Regions from separate parts of the Mus musculus genome. Here regions 2 and 3 are each linked to region 1. A link is a contact called in public promoter capture Hi-C data. All regions are on one chromosome and are shown on one strand. The core of a region is the stretch at or near the end of the contact, and the rest is flanking DNA. Distances in the headings are between cores, read along the strand shown. Region 1 holds the start of Zfp953 (zinc finger protein 953). Region 2 holds the start of BC048507 (cDNA sequence BC048507). Region 3 holds the start of Zfp729a (zinc finger protein 729a).

The links. Promoter capture Hi-C pulls out the DNA fragments that hold promoters and counts their contacts. Capture Hi-C pulls out chosen DNA fragments and counts their contacts.
Region 2: a contact with region 1 is called in a promoter capture Hi-C map of embryonic stem cells. The contact joins the promoter of BC048507 here to the promoter of Zfp953 in region 1. A contact is called at or near these places in 10 of 39 promoter capture datasets (the 3T3-L1 cell line, the HPC-7 cell line, cranial neural crest and 4 more) and 1 of 115 datasets of contacts at active chromatin or transcription factors (embryonic stem cells).
Region 3: a promoter capture Hi-C map of liver shows a contact between it and region 1, with 3 times the contacts expected there. The contact joins the promoter of Zfp729a here to the promoter of Zfp953 in region 1. A contact is called at or near these places in 1 of 39 promoter capture datasets (pre-B cells), 1 of 484 Hi-C or Micro-C datasets (the N1E-115 cell line) and 3 of 9 other capture datasets (adipose tissue, liver and pancreatic islet).

The regions. Positions count from the first base shown.
Region 1 is chr13:67,358,911-67,362,843 of GRCm38.p6, forward strand. Zfp953 (zinc finger protein 953) reads right to left here and starts at 1,662. Exons shown (of 4, transcript NM_001038651.3): 1 at 1,594-1,662. The coding sequence starts at 1,599. Gm17039 (predicted gene 17039) reads left to right here and starts at 1,755. Exons shown (of 2, transcript NR_167764.1): 1 at 1,755-2,153; 2 at 2,262-3,933.
Region 2 is chr13:67,861,627-67,865,559 of GRCm38.p6, forward strand. BC048507 (cDNA sequence BC048507) reads left to right here and starts at 1,700. Exons shown (of 1, transcript NM_001001185.3): 1 at 1,700-2,297. The coding sequence starts at 1,880. The coding sequence ends at 2,149.
Region 3 is chr13:67,635,807-67,639,739 of GRCm38.p6, forward strand. Zfp729a (zinc finger protein 729a) reads right to left here and starts at 1,975. Exons shown (of 4, transcript NM_183146.4): 1 at 1,841-1,975. The coding sequence starts at 1,876.

The sequences.
Region 1 (3,933 bases), core at 412-2,911:
AAATAGTGATAGGAGCTGTGGAGGAGAAACCCTGCAAAACACACACACACACACACACACACACACACACACACACACACACACAAAAACCTGTGTGTACTCTGTGAATGCAAAACTCTTACAAGGAGTCTTTGTGTGCAGACACTGGTGGCCCATGTGGAAGTTCACGGAGGGGCAGAGCCTGGAATTCTGCAGGTTCAGGGTTAGCTGTCTTACCTTGGGTTGGTTTTCTCTTCAGGGACAGTCATTACCTCACTCTATAGTGGACCACACAGCTTGTGACAATAGATAAAAAACCTCTCAGAATCCACTGACAAGGCAGAACATGAAATTCTATCAGTCCAAAAGCTAAAACCTCATCAGATGGTATCTTAGGTAAATAGAATATCTCCGATGACTCTATGAGACACACACCAATGTATTTTAAATTTTCCTTGGTTAATGACATTCTCTGTTCTGTAAAACCATGAAACTGCCTTGTGTTGAAGCACAGAATTTGGATTAACCTAAGTCTGTATTCTCAGATAATGGCCACTCAAAAGGCTGACTAAACTGTCTCTTAACCCTTTAAGAGGAGAACTGCATTTTGCATGGACAGGAACCTATGTGAAAATTATAAGACCCCAAGTGTGCCAGAGCTTTCTGAATTTTTCTTACAACCACAGGAAAACATGAGGAAATCATTCTAGAAATGTCCAGTGAGCAGCAGTAAAGCTGGGTGCCAGATACAGGGACAGAGTGCATTTAAGAGAATTTAGATATTTCTGATAATGTGAACAGACAGAAGAAAATCATGTGACCAGAGGAGGGCCATCTCCTTTCTCTTTCAGAGACATTCCAGTCCCTTCCAGAGATCATGAGTTCCATTTCTCTCATCTCACCAAGTCATCTCTCATATCTGAGAAGGAGTCCAAATTTTGGACAGAACACATACTAAGAATTGTTGAGTATTATTGTCTAGTGTTTTTTTTTTTTAGCAGAAGGGCAAAATTCATAATTATTTGGATTGTGCAAACACTGGTTCATATCAATTACAGGACTACTCTGTGGCTATACAGCCATGTATTGTGGTGATTCAGGTACAGGATTATACATCCTGAGTTCTTATTCAACCCGAGGCATCCATAAATCTAACACTTTATTCCAAAGGAAAAGGAACTAACATTCCACACAACAATCACCCTCACGGGACTCTTTGTCCCTGGCACTAGGAACTTTAGGAAGATTTGTGAAGTCAAACTCCAGTACTAGATAGAACACAGAGTATAGGAGGCGCTAGATGTCCAAGTGTTCTAAATCTCCTGAGAATCTGACTACAGCCACGTGAGAACGGGTCAGCTAGGCAGAGCATATTTCCCCAGTAAAGATGAGTGCGCTCCTTTCAGCATCTCAGAAATAAGCAGTCAGCAGACCCAGCCTGCCCTTGCCATCCTGTTGTTTCCAACTTTCTTCCCTAGCCTAGGTCAGCACAACATCTCCAGGTCAGCAGCTTGCCCTGTCTCATAACAAGCCCAGATAAGCTCCTTCCGTGCCCGATACGCCACCCTGCACAGTCCCTCAGATCTGCAAGGTTGCGGTGTTCCCTGCACCAACCTCCATGTCAGAGATCCAAACGAAGGTTTCAACAGGACAGACGCCTAACTCTGGGGAGAAGTTAAGTTTGAAAATCAAATGCGGAAGTTTGATAGCAACGGCCAGCCTTCTGATGACGTCACAGGCATCCGGACTACATTTCCCACAAATCAGTGCGAAGAACTTCCATGAACCCACAGAACTGGGTTGTTCACCTGCTGGTATCCTGACTGTGATTCCTTGAAGTTGGGAAGAAACAGTCTTCTGCACTTGGGCAGTCACAGGGCATTTGGATTCATTTAAAGTTCTGTGGTCCCAGCACGCAATGTTAGCCTGTGAGTCGACCCTTTCACAGTGATGTTTATCAGGTTTCTTAGTTATTTCTGCTAGAACACCGTGATTTTAAACTATCTTACTACCACATGGAAAACTCGCACTTTCATGACTTGCTTTACTTAAAAATATGGAAGCAAGAGCTAATTTAAGGTGCTCTTGAAACCATCCTTGGTGACCCTGCCTGCTACGCAGCATATCAGGTGCTTAAGACAAAAGACTTAGAATTCAAAGCCAGCAACCATCAGGTATTTTCTGAGCACTTGCTTTCCTCTGCATCTCTCCCAAGAGGAGGAGCAGAGCTCCTGGGATCGCAGTGGTGTATGTCCTAACTCTTGGTCCATTTTGTATTATAGGATTTCTGCCTGTGTTAGGTTTGATGTTCCGTATTGAATTCTCCGTCTCTCATGTGAGCCTGTCATCGTTCATATTTGGCAATATTTGAACATCAGTGGTATCCGCCTTGAACTTCCGTTATTTCTCCGAAGCAGAACACCGAGATAATTCCTTCTTGAATACAAAGGTATCAGAAATATGTTCATAGCATTGCCAAATGAGGTCGGTATATTAAAGAAGTTACACTGGAAACATACAATATTGAGAATTCCCATCTCTTCTTGGGAAGGTTTATTCCTGTGAAGTTCAAGCTTGAGTCAAAGTTACAAACCCCATTGCAGAAAAGGCTTCATACTTCCCTGATATATTATGATTCAAAAGGAAGCTGTTTCAGAGCAAAGACTGTGCAGAGTCCCTATTGAGTTCTTTGTCAGGGAGTGTGTTTACCTATGGATGCAGAACACCTTCCTCGATTTAGAGAAACTAGAGTCAAGAAGCAGTACATTCACCTGGACACTTGATTGGCATGTCTGTTTAGAATGAGGTCATGAGTGGTCTGTCCTCCTCCTGAATATTGCAGTGGAAGGCATTGTCAGCAACCACAAGGACAGAATTTCTGAGCATAGCAAGTTTTCTAATATGTGTATGTGTTGAGGTTCGGTGTGTTGCTATGTTTTGTTATGCTAAATTCTCTACTCAAAGGTCTAGACTCTCTACTGACTTCTCACATTTACAAGGTTCTGTTGTGTAAACCTTGTTCCTTGATTTAAAACTACTGGATAAATCAAATTGGCTACAGCCAATTACTGGAGGGATTTGAGGCAGGTGAGTTTTGAGTTAGCTGGTAGGAGGTGGAGAAGAGAGAGAAGGAAGAGACACCAGGACAAGGAGGAGGAATGGGAAAAAAAGGACGAAGCTGCCCTGGAGCAGACGGACCATGAGCATGTGGCCAGGAGAAACTGCAACTTCCACTGGGAAGGCAGCCAGGACAGCAGTTAGAAGAGTAGATTAAGGGTTGCAGCTCAGTAATTGTCAAAGCCAAATGAAATAACCCTAATCCGAATTGAGTTTATTTGTAAGGCGTAACCTTAAATTGGTTATATTACACATGTATATGTGTACATCTATGTTTGTGTCTGCTACATGCACACCTACCTTAGAGGGTCGTCATTCACGTGAGATGTGCCCATCCTTGAAGTTGCAGCATCCATTTACAAGTCTTCTGCAGTCTCCATTTCTTTGCATTGTAATTGTGTGATTCAATAGGAGGAGGAGCTACCATAGTGTAGTCACAACCTGAACATGTGATCAAAGAAGAGCCTAATTCAGCAGAATATTAGGGACCCAGGCATACTTATCAAAACATCTAATGGAACCAGATATTCAGGCCTAATATGTTTGTTTAGACCAAGTTCACCATTTTAAGTTTATTTTCTACTGTCATTTTTTAACATCCTGACCATTTAGTTTTCTCCCTTTGAAACATTCTCCAATAGGTGCCATGTTTGACAAAATCACTTTAAAATCTTTGCTTACAAACTAAAGAGATTGTTCAATAGTTGAGAGTAATTACTGTCTTATAAAAGATGAGTTTGTCTTCTAACACACTTGTAATGGCTTTCAAGCACATATAAGCATTAGTTCTAGAGGATCAGATATCTTCTTTTCACATCATCAGGCATCAGTTGTAGA
Region 2 (3,933 bases), core at 450-2,949, 500 kb after region 1:
TTCTCTCTGATGACTCTAACTTGTATCATGTTGACACACAAAAGCAGCCAGTACTGAGGTGGTGGGCCAGGAACATGAGATTTACAGGCTGGCCCTACTTCCTGTCTGTGCTCTGCTTACTGTGTGTGATGTGTACTCTGACCTGGCACTTCCTGCCACCATATCATCCCTGCCTGCTGCCTTGTCTTCCCACCATGGTGGAATAATCCTGTTGAGCTGCAAGCCAGAATAAACCCTTCCTCCTCTCGTTGCTTTTTATTAAGCATTGGGTGATAGCATTGAGAGATGTAATTAATAAGACATGTACATATTTTTCCTGGAATTCTGTGCCATAGTGAACATATTAAACATTAATAAGTGCTTAAATTGCTATTAACTCTTTGTTTTTAAATGTAAAAGTTAGAAAGGAAAAGGGGCCCAGAATGGGGAAGAGATTTGTTATTTCTGTCTGTCCTCTTCCTCTTCCTCCTCCTCTCCCTCCTCCTCCTCTTCCTCTTCTTCCTCCTCTTCCTCCTCCTCTCCTCCTCCTCCTCTTTGTTTTTGGTTTGTTTGTTTTGTTCTGTTTTGTTTCTGTTGACATAGGTTTTCTCTGTAGCCCCAGCTGTCCTAAAACTGGCTCTGTAGACCCGGCTGGCCTTGAACTCACAGAGATCCATCCACCTGCCTCTGCCTCCCAAGTACTGTGATTAGTTGAATGGGCTGCCAAAGCCAGGAAGATTGCTCTTTTCTGCTAATCAGTGGCCCCATTTACTGCTGAGAAATGATAAGAACTAAGAGCTTATAGTAGTTATAAAGTTGGGGGTATCAGGCATGAGTCACTTGCAAAGGCTCGGAAATTTTTCTTGCATATCTGTGGGTAAATCTTGCTCTCTTAACCTTGTCTGGGAACTTGCAATTAACCAGAAGCTTCAAATAAGTAAAATGGGGGGAAAAATGGTAACGTAGGTACATCCAATTCAAATTGAAATATGATCTGAATCTTTATATAATTTCATGTATTAGCCAGGGCTGTGGGCAGTGTGCGGATTTTTCTGTTGCGGGTGGTTTGAGAATGTTTTCAGCTGATGCACAGTGCCATCTTCAGGTCTGTGAACACAGCTGCGAACATGTCAGCAAGGTATGACAGCAAATGTTATGGGTTAATTGAATCTTTCAGGAATATGAACACAGAGCTCCGGCGTGTGCCCGTATTTGGAAACAGGAGCATCACAGGTATAACTAATTAAGATGAAGCCATTAGAGGTTCATCAGGTCCCGCGTGTTTAAATCAGTCTTTCTGAAGTTTCTTAGGGAAATACGCTCATTTTTCCCCCTCGTGAAATAGACACAGTGCGCCGGGCGTGGTGGCGCACGCCTTTAATCCCAGGACTCGGGAGTCTGAGTTAGAGGCTAGCCTGGTCTACAAAGTGAGTTCCAGGACAGCCAAGGATATACAGAGAAACCCCGTCTCGAAAAACCAAAAAAAAAAAAAAAAAAAAGTTTTGATTTTATTGGAGAGTAGGCCGGTTCATTTAAAATATTTCCCTCAAGCAACAGCAGTGTCTGCTGCTTCCACTGCATTTCCTCACACATGTGAATTTCTGATTCATGAAAAGCCAGGTCTCCAGGGTTCGGCTCCCCACCTCAGAGGGTCAGCGGGTAATTGTGCAGTCACAATGAGGCGGTTTCTTGCTTTTTGTGACAAAATAAACCACCTACCAAATGGCTCCTGAAGGGGTAAAGAAAAGGTAGCAAACGCATACAGTTAAATATTTAGCTAAGAGATGCGCCACGGCTTCGGCTTCAGCAGGGACCGGCTGTCTGCTGCTGCTGCTTGAGCACCGCCAGCATCTTCCCTAGGGGCACGCAGCGGCCGATTGGCCCCTGCTCCGCGGTAACCATGTGCGATCGGAAGGCAGTGATAAAAACTGTAGACATGTCGGAAGAGATGCAGCAGGACTCGGTGAGGTGTGCTATCCAGGCGCTGGAGAAGTACAGCACAGAGAAGGATATTGCGGCCCATATCAAGAAGGAGTTTGACAAGAAGTACAACCCCACCTGGCACTGCATTGTGGGCCGGAACTTCGGTAGTTACGTGACGTACGAAACCAAACACTTCGTCTACTTCTACCTGGGTCAGGTGGCCATTCTTCTCTTCAAATCTGGGTAAAAGCGTGGACTGACTGCATCCTAAATGTCAAATACCAGAGTCCGGATCTTCAGCCTTGTTAAGGGAACGCCTCGTCTGAACCTGTTGTGTTCTGTAGAGGGCCTCATTCTCTGTACAAGTTTGTGGTTATAAAATTAGTGAAACAGCTTACATTTGTATTTATTTTCTAGCCCATACTTCTGTACCCTAGTTTTTTCTCCCTTAGGTCATTCCTTTAAAAATAAATCTGGTGGAGATGCCATAAAAAAAAGAAAAAAAAAAAAAAAAGAAAAATCTTAACACGGTTGCGCATGGGAGGTGGGTGTGGCGGGGGGCGGCGGGGGGGGGGGGAGATTAAGTTCAAGAAAACAGACCAGCCCTGTTTTCCTTCCTTTTATTTATGAGTTTTGACCTTGAATAACAACTGTTGGCCTTGGAGCTATGTTTTCTCTATAAGAAATATGCATTTGTCTTTCAAATCTTTTAGGATGGTTATAAAGAGATTGAATGTAAATCCAGTGTTGTTTGTTGAAGTCTATCATAACACATGCTAATGAGATCACTCATGCCCACCGAGATAGCGTCACTGCCTGTTCAGGCCACAAGATACTTCTTATGACAAGACACTTGAGGTATCTCCATTTCAAAATATTATTAACAGGGCTGGAGAGATGGCTCGGAGCTTAAGAGCACTGGCTGCTCTTCCAGAGGTCCAGAGTTCAATTCCCAGTATCCATATGGTGGCTCAGAGTGGCTCATAAGCATCTATAGTGAGAATTGGTGCCCTCTTCTGGCCTGCTAGCATACATGCAGGAAGAATGCTGACTACACGATAAATAAATAAATAAATAATCTTTAAAAATATTATTGGCAATTTAAAATATCTTCTAGTGTGTCTTTCTTTACCCCTCCCTCCCTCCCTCCCTCCCTCCCTCCCTCCCTCCCTCCCTCCCTCCCTCCCTCACTCCCTCCCTCCCTCCCTCCCTCCCTTTTTAAAGCTGAAAGGGAGAGATTTAATATGGCCACACTGGGAAGAGGAGCAAAGAAAACTGTCTTCCCTAAGTCCATAATTGGGGATCCTAAGGTGAGGATTTCATCAATGGATGAAAGCCCCTGTAACCCTGGGAGCCACTGTCACCTACTGTATTGTCTGAGTGGCATTGTTTCTGTACTGAGAGCTAGAATGGCATCTTTCATATTTATTTCCTGTTTATACCTTGTGCCCGTTATACCTTTACCACAACCAAAGTTTTGTTCTTGTGGATTCATCCATTCTCTGTGGTTTTAATGAGCTCCGTGTTAATGAGGTCTCACAGTCAAAACAACCATGCAAAGCTTTGAACAGAGAGGAGTAATGGAAAATAATTAGGATCTATTTTAGGTCCCTGGTCTGTCAGTGTCAGCAGGAAGAGAGGGAACAGACTCTGTGTAATGAGCAGAGGACATAGCTCAGCAGGGAGCCGTCTTAATGAATTTACCCAAGCTAATCTGGAAAGGCTGGACAAAGAACAAACTTAGACTCCTGTGTGTTTAACCACTGAGCCTGTTTTATTCGAAGCTTGGTTTTCAGGCTTTAGAAACCGTAGTCTGTATGAAGAAAGTATATACACTCAACGTTGGGGCTTTTCAAAAAAAATTATGAGATCATTTGTTTCATAAACTTAGTTTTCCACTTAATCAAAATCTAAATGTTGATGCTACAAATGGAACATTTCAATAAAACAGGGAAGGAATGCTGTAAATGGGTATTTGAGGTGTGTGTGTGTGGGGGGGGTGGCGTAGCAACAGCTTTCTTCTCCTCCCTC
Region 3 (3,933 bases), core at 725-3,224, 280 kb after region 1:
AATATAAGCAAGATCCCCTGAGATAGGGGAGGGGCTGTGGAGGAGAAATCCTGAAAACAAAAAACAAAAACAAAAAACCAAACAGACAAAAAAACCTGTGTGTATTCTGTGAATGCAAAACTCTTGTAAGGAGTCTGTGGGTGCAGAGTCTGATGGCCCACGTGGAAGTTCACTGAGAGGCAGAGCCTGGAATTCTGCAGGTTTAGGGTTAGCTGTCTTACCTTGGGCTGGTTTTACCTTCAGGGTCAGTCCTTGCCTCACTCTGTAGTCGGCCACACAGCTTGTGACAATAGATAAAAACCTCCCAGAATCCACTGACTAGGCAGAACATGAGCTTCTATCAATCCAAAAGCTAAAATCTCATCAGATGGTATCTTAGACATTGAAAATATCTCCAATGTCTCATAGTGCATGCCTCTATCAGACTCACACCAATGTATTTCAAATTTTCCTTGGTCAATGACATTATTTGTTCTGTACAACCATGAAACTGGTTCCATGTTGGAGTATGGAATTTGGTTTAAACTAAATCTATGTTCTTAGATCATGGCTACTCAAATAGCTGTGGACTAAACAATTCTCTTAGCCCTTTAAGAGGAGAACTGTGCATTTTTACATGAACATAAACCTACTATGTGTAAATCATAAGACCCCAAGAGTGCCACGGCTTTTGAAATTTATATTACAACTTTTCAAAATATTTATTTATTTATTTATATGAGCATTCTTTTGCTGACATACCAGAAGAGAACATCAGATCCAATAATAGACGGTTGGGAGCCAACAAGTGGTTGCTGGAATTAAACTCAGGACCTTTGGAAGAATAGGCATGCTCTTAACCAATAAGCCATCTCTCCTTCCCTATCTTACAGCTTTTCAAATACAGTTGAAAAAATTGGAGAATTCTTTCTAAAACTATTAAGGGTGTGTCACTAAACCTGAATGTCACATTGAGGGACAAAAGAAAATTTAAAAGAGTTCAGACACTGCTGATAACGTGAACTCTAGGAAGAAAAGCACGTGAAGAGACAACAATGTACAGAGTCTGGCAGATTAGAAAGCAATGCACAGAGCCTGGCAGATGAGCAGAGGCATTTCCCCCTTCCCTTTCAGACTTTCCAGTGCCACCCTGTGATCTCTCATCACCCCAAGTCGTCTCTCACATCTGAAAAGGAGTCAAAATTTTGGACACAACACATACTCAGAACTGTTGAGGTATTATTGTCTAGTGATTTTTAATCTTTAGTGTAAAATCCTATTTATTTGGATTGTGCAAACACTGGTTCATACCAACTACAAGATTATTTTGTGGTTTTATAGCCATGTATTGTCGCATTCAGGTCACAAAGGTGTCTATCAGAAAATGTGATTTGAATCAGGGCATCCGTGAGTCTAACAATTCATTCCAAAGGAACAGGAACTAACATCCCACACAACAGTTTGCCCTCCCTCACAGGATTCTTGCTCCTTGGACACTAGGAACTTTAGGAAGCTGTTTGAGCTCAAACCAGGAGTAGTCTCCAGGACATAACATACAGAGGGCGCTACAAGTCCAAGTGCTCTGTATGCCCTGAGAATCTGACTACAGTCACGTGAGAACGGGTCAGCTAGGTAATGATGAGTGCGCTCCCGTCAGCATCTCGGGAACAGGCAGTCAGCAGACCCAGCCTGCCCTTGCCATCCTGTTGTTTTCAACCTTCTCCCCTTCAAACCCGTGCCCAGGCGCAGCGGCCCAGCTTAGGTCAGCACAGCATCTCCAGGTCAGCAGCTTCCTGCCTCTCAACAAGCCCGAGCCAGCTCCCTCCGTGCCCTACCTGCCACCCTGCACAGCCCCTCAGACCTGAAAGAAGGCGCTGGTCCCTGCACCGAACTCCATCTCAGAAATCCAGATGCAGCGCTGAGCAGGACAACTGCATACATTTGAGGAGTGAAGTTTGAAGGAAGAATAAGGAAGTTCGAGTCCGATGGCCCTTTCTAATGACGAAACAGGAACCAGGACTACACTTCCCACAAGTCAGTTGGAAGGACTTACAGGGACCCCACCTAAGATGTCTTGTGCATTGCCTGCCTTGCGGTCCAGCTGTGGGCAGCTGAAGTTGGAAAGAACTAAGCTGCAGCACATGGGCAGCCACAGGGAAAGTGGGCTTTTAAAAAAGTCTTTGGTTACAGCAAGCGATGTTAGCCTGTGAGCTGAGTTTCACAGTAATGTTTATCACATTTCCTTGTTATCTCTGCTAAAACATTGTGAGATTAAAGCTTCGATCTTTCTTTCTTTTTTTTTTTTCCCCTTGGTTTTTTAAAGCACAGATTTACTTATGGAATATTACTACCGAATGGAAAATTCATGCTTTCATTGTTTATTTAAAATATGAAAGCAGGAAGTTAATGTAGGAGTGGGCATTATCTCTTTAATATGCTATCAAAACCATCCCAGGTGCTGAAGACAGAATTAGAAATCAAACTGAGTCACCACGAAGTGTTTTCTGAGCACTTGCTTTCCTCCTCTGAATCTCTCCCAAGAGGAGGGGCAGAGCTCCTTGGATCACAATGGTGTGTGTACTGGCTCTTCAATTTCCCTCTGTGTTTGGTTTGATGTTCCTTATTGATTTTCCTGTCTCCACTGATCCTGTCATCATTCACATTTGATAATACTTGAACATTACTGGTAGCTGCCTTGCACTTCCCTCACTTCTCCTAAACAGAACACCGAGATAGTTCCTCCTGGAATTCAAAGGTATCAGAAATATGTTCATATCACTGTAAAATGAGGTCGATGTATTAAAGAAGTTAGACTGGAAACTTGGAGTATGGAGAATTCCCATCTTTTCGTGGGAAGGTTTATTCCTGTGTAGTTCATGCTTGAGTTAAAGCTACAAATGGCATTACAGAAAAGTCTTCATACTTCCCTGAGGCACAATAATTCAAAGCCAAGCTGTTTCAGAGCAGAGACTGTGCAAAATCCCATTCCAATTTTTCTTCTCTAGGGAGTGTGTTTGCCTAGGGATCAGAACAGATTCCTTAACTTAGAAAAACTAGAGTCAACAAGCAGTACATTCACCTGGACATTTGATTGGCATGTCTGTTTAGAATGAGGTCATGAGTGGTCTGTCATCCCCCTGATGGCTGTAGTGAAGGGCATTGCCAACAACCAGAAGGACTTAACATTTCTGAGCATAGTTAGTTTTCCAATATGTGTATGTGTTGAGGTTTGGTATGTTGCTATGTATTGTAATACTAAATTTTATATCTGAAGGTCTAAGCTTACCATGGACCTCTCACATTTAAAAGGTTCTGTTGTGCAAACCTTGTTCCTTGATTGAAAACTATTAGTTAAATCAAATTTGGTACAGCCTATTACTGGAAGGACTAGAAGTAGGTGGCTTTTGAGTTAGGTGGTATGGGGTGGAGAAGAGAGAGAAGGAAAAGAGGCCAGGAAAAGGAGGAAGAATGGGTGAAGAGGATGAGCTGCCATGGGGGGGGGGTGTACATGGCTGGGAGAAACATTAAGTATCTGAAGTACACCACTGGGAAGGTAGCCAAGAAAGCAGTTAGAGGAAGAGTAAATTAGGGGTTGAACCCCAGTACTTGTCAAAGCCAGATGAAATAACCTCGAGTCTGAACCTCTTTTACTTGTAAGCTAGTTAGGGATAAGCCCTTATGAAAGAAAACATTTAATTGGAACTGGCTTACATTTTCAGAGAGTCAGTTCAATATCATCATGGTAGAAAGCATGGTAAGGTTTAGGCAGAAATGAGAGGTCTACATTTTTATCTGCAGGCAGCAGAAGGGGGTCTGTCTTCTGCATACAGCAAGGAAGAGGCTCTGGGTCACACTGGCCAGACTCAACCACATATATGAGTTATCCAAACAACACCTCCTGACATGCTTCCTGTAGAAAGACTATACCTCAAATCAGGCCATACCTCCTAACAG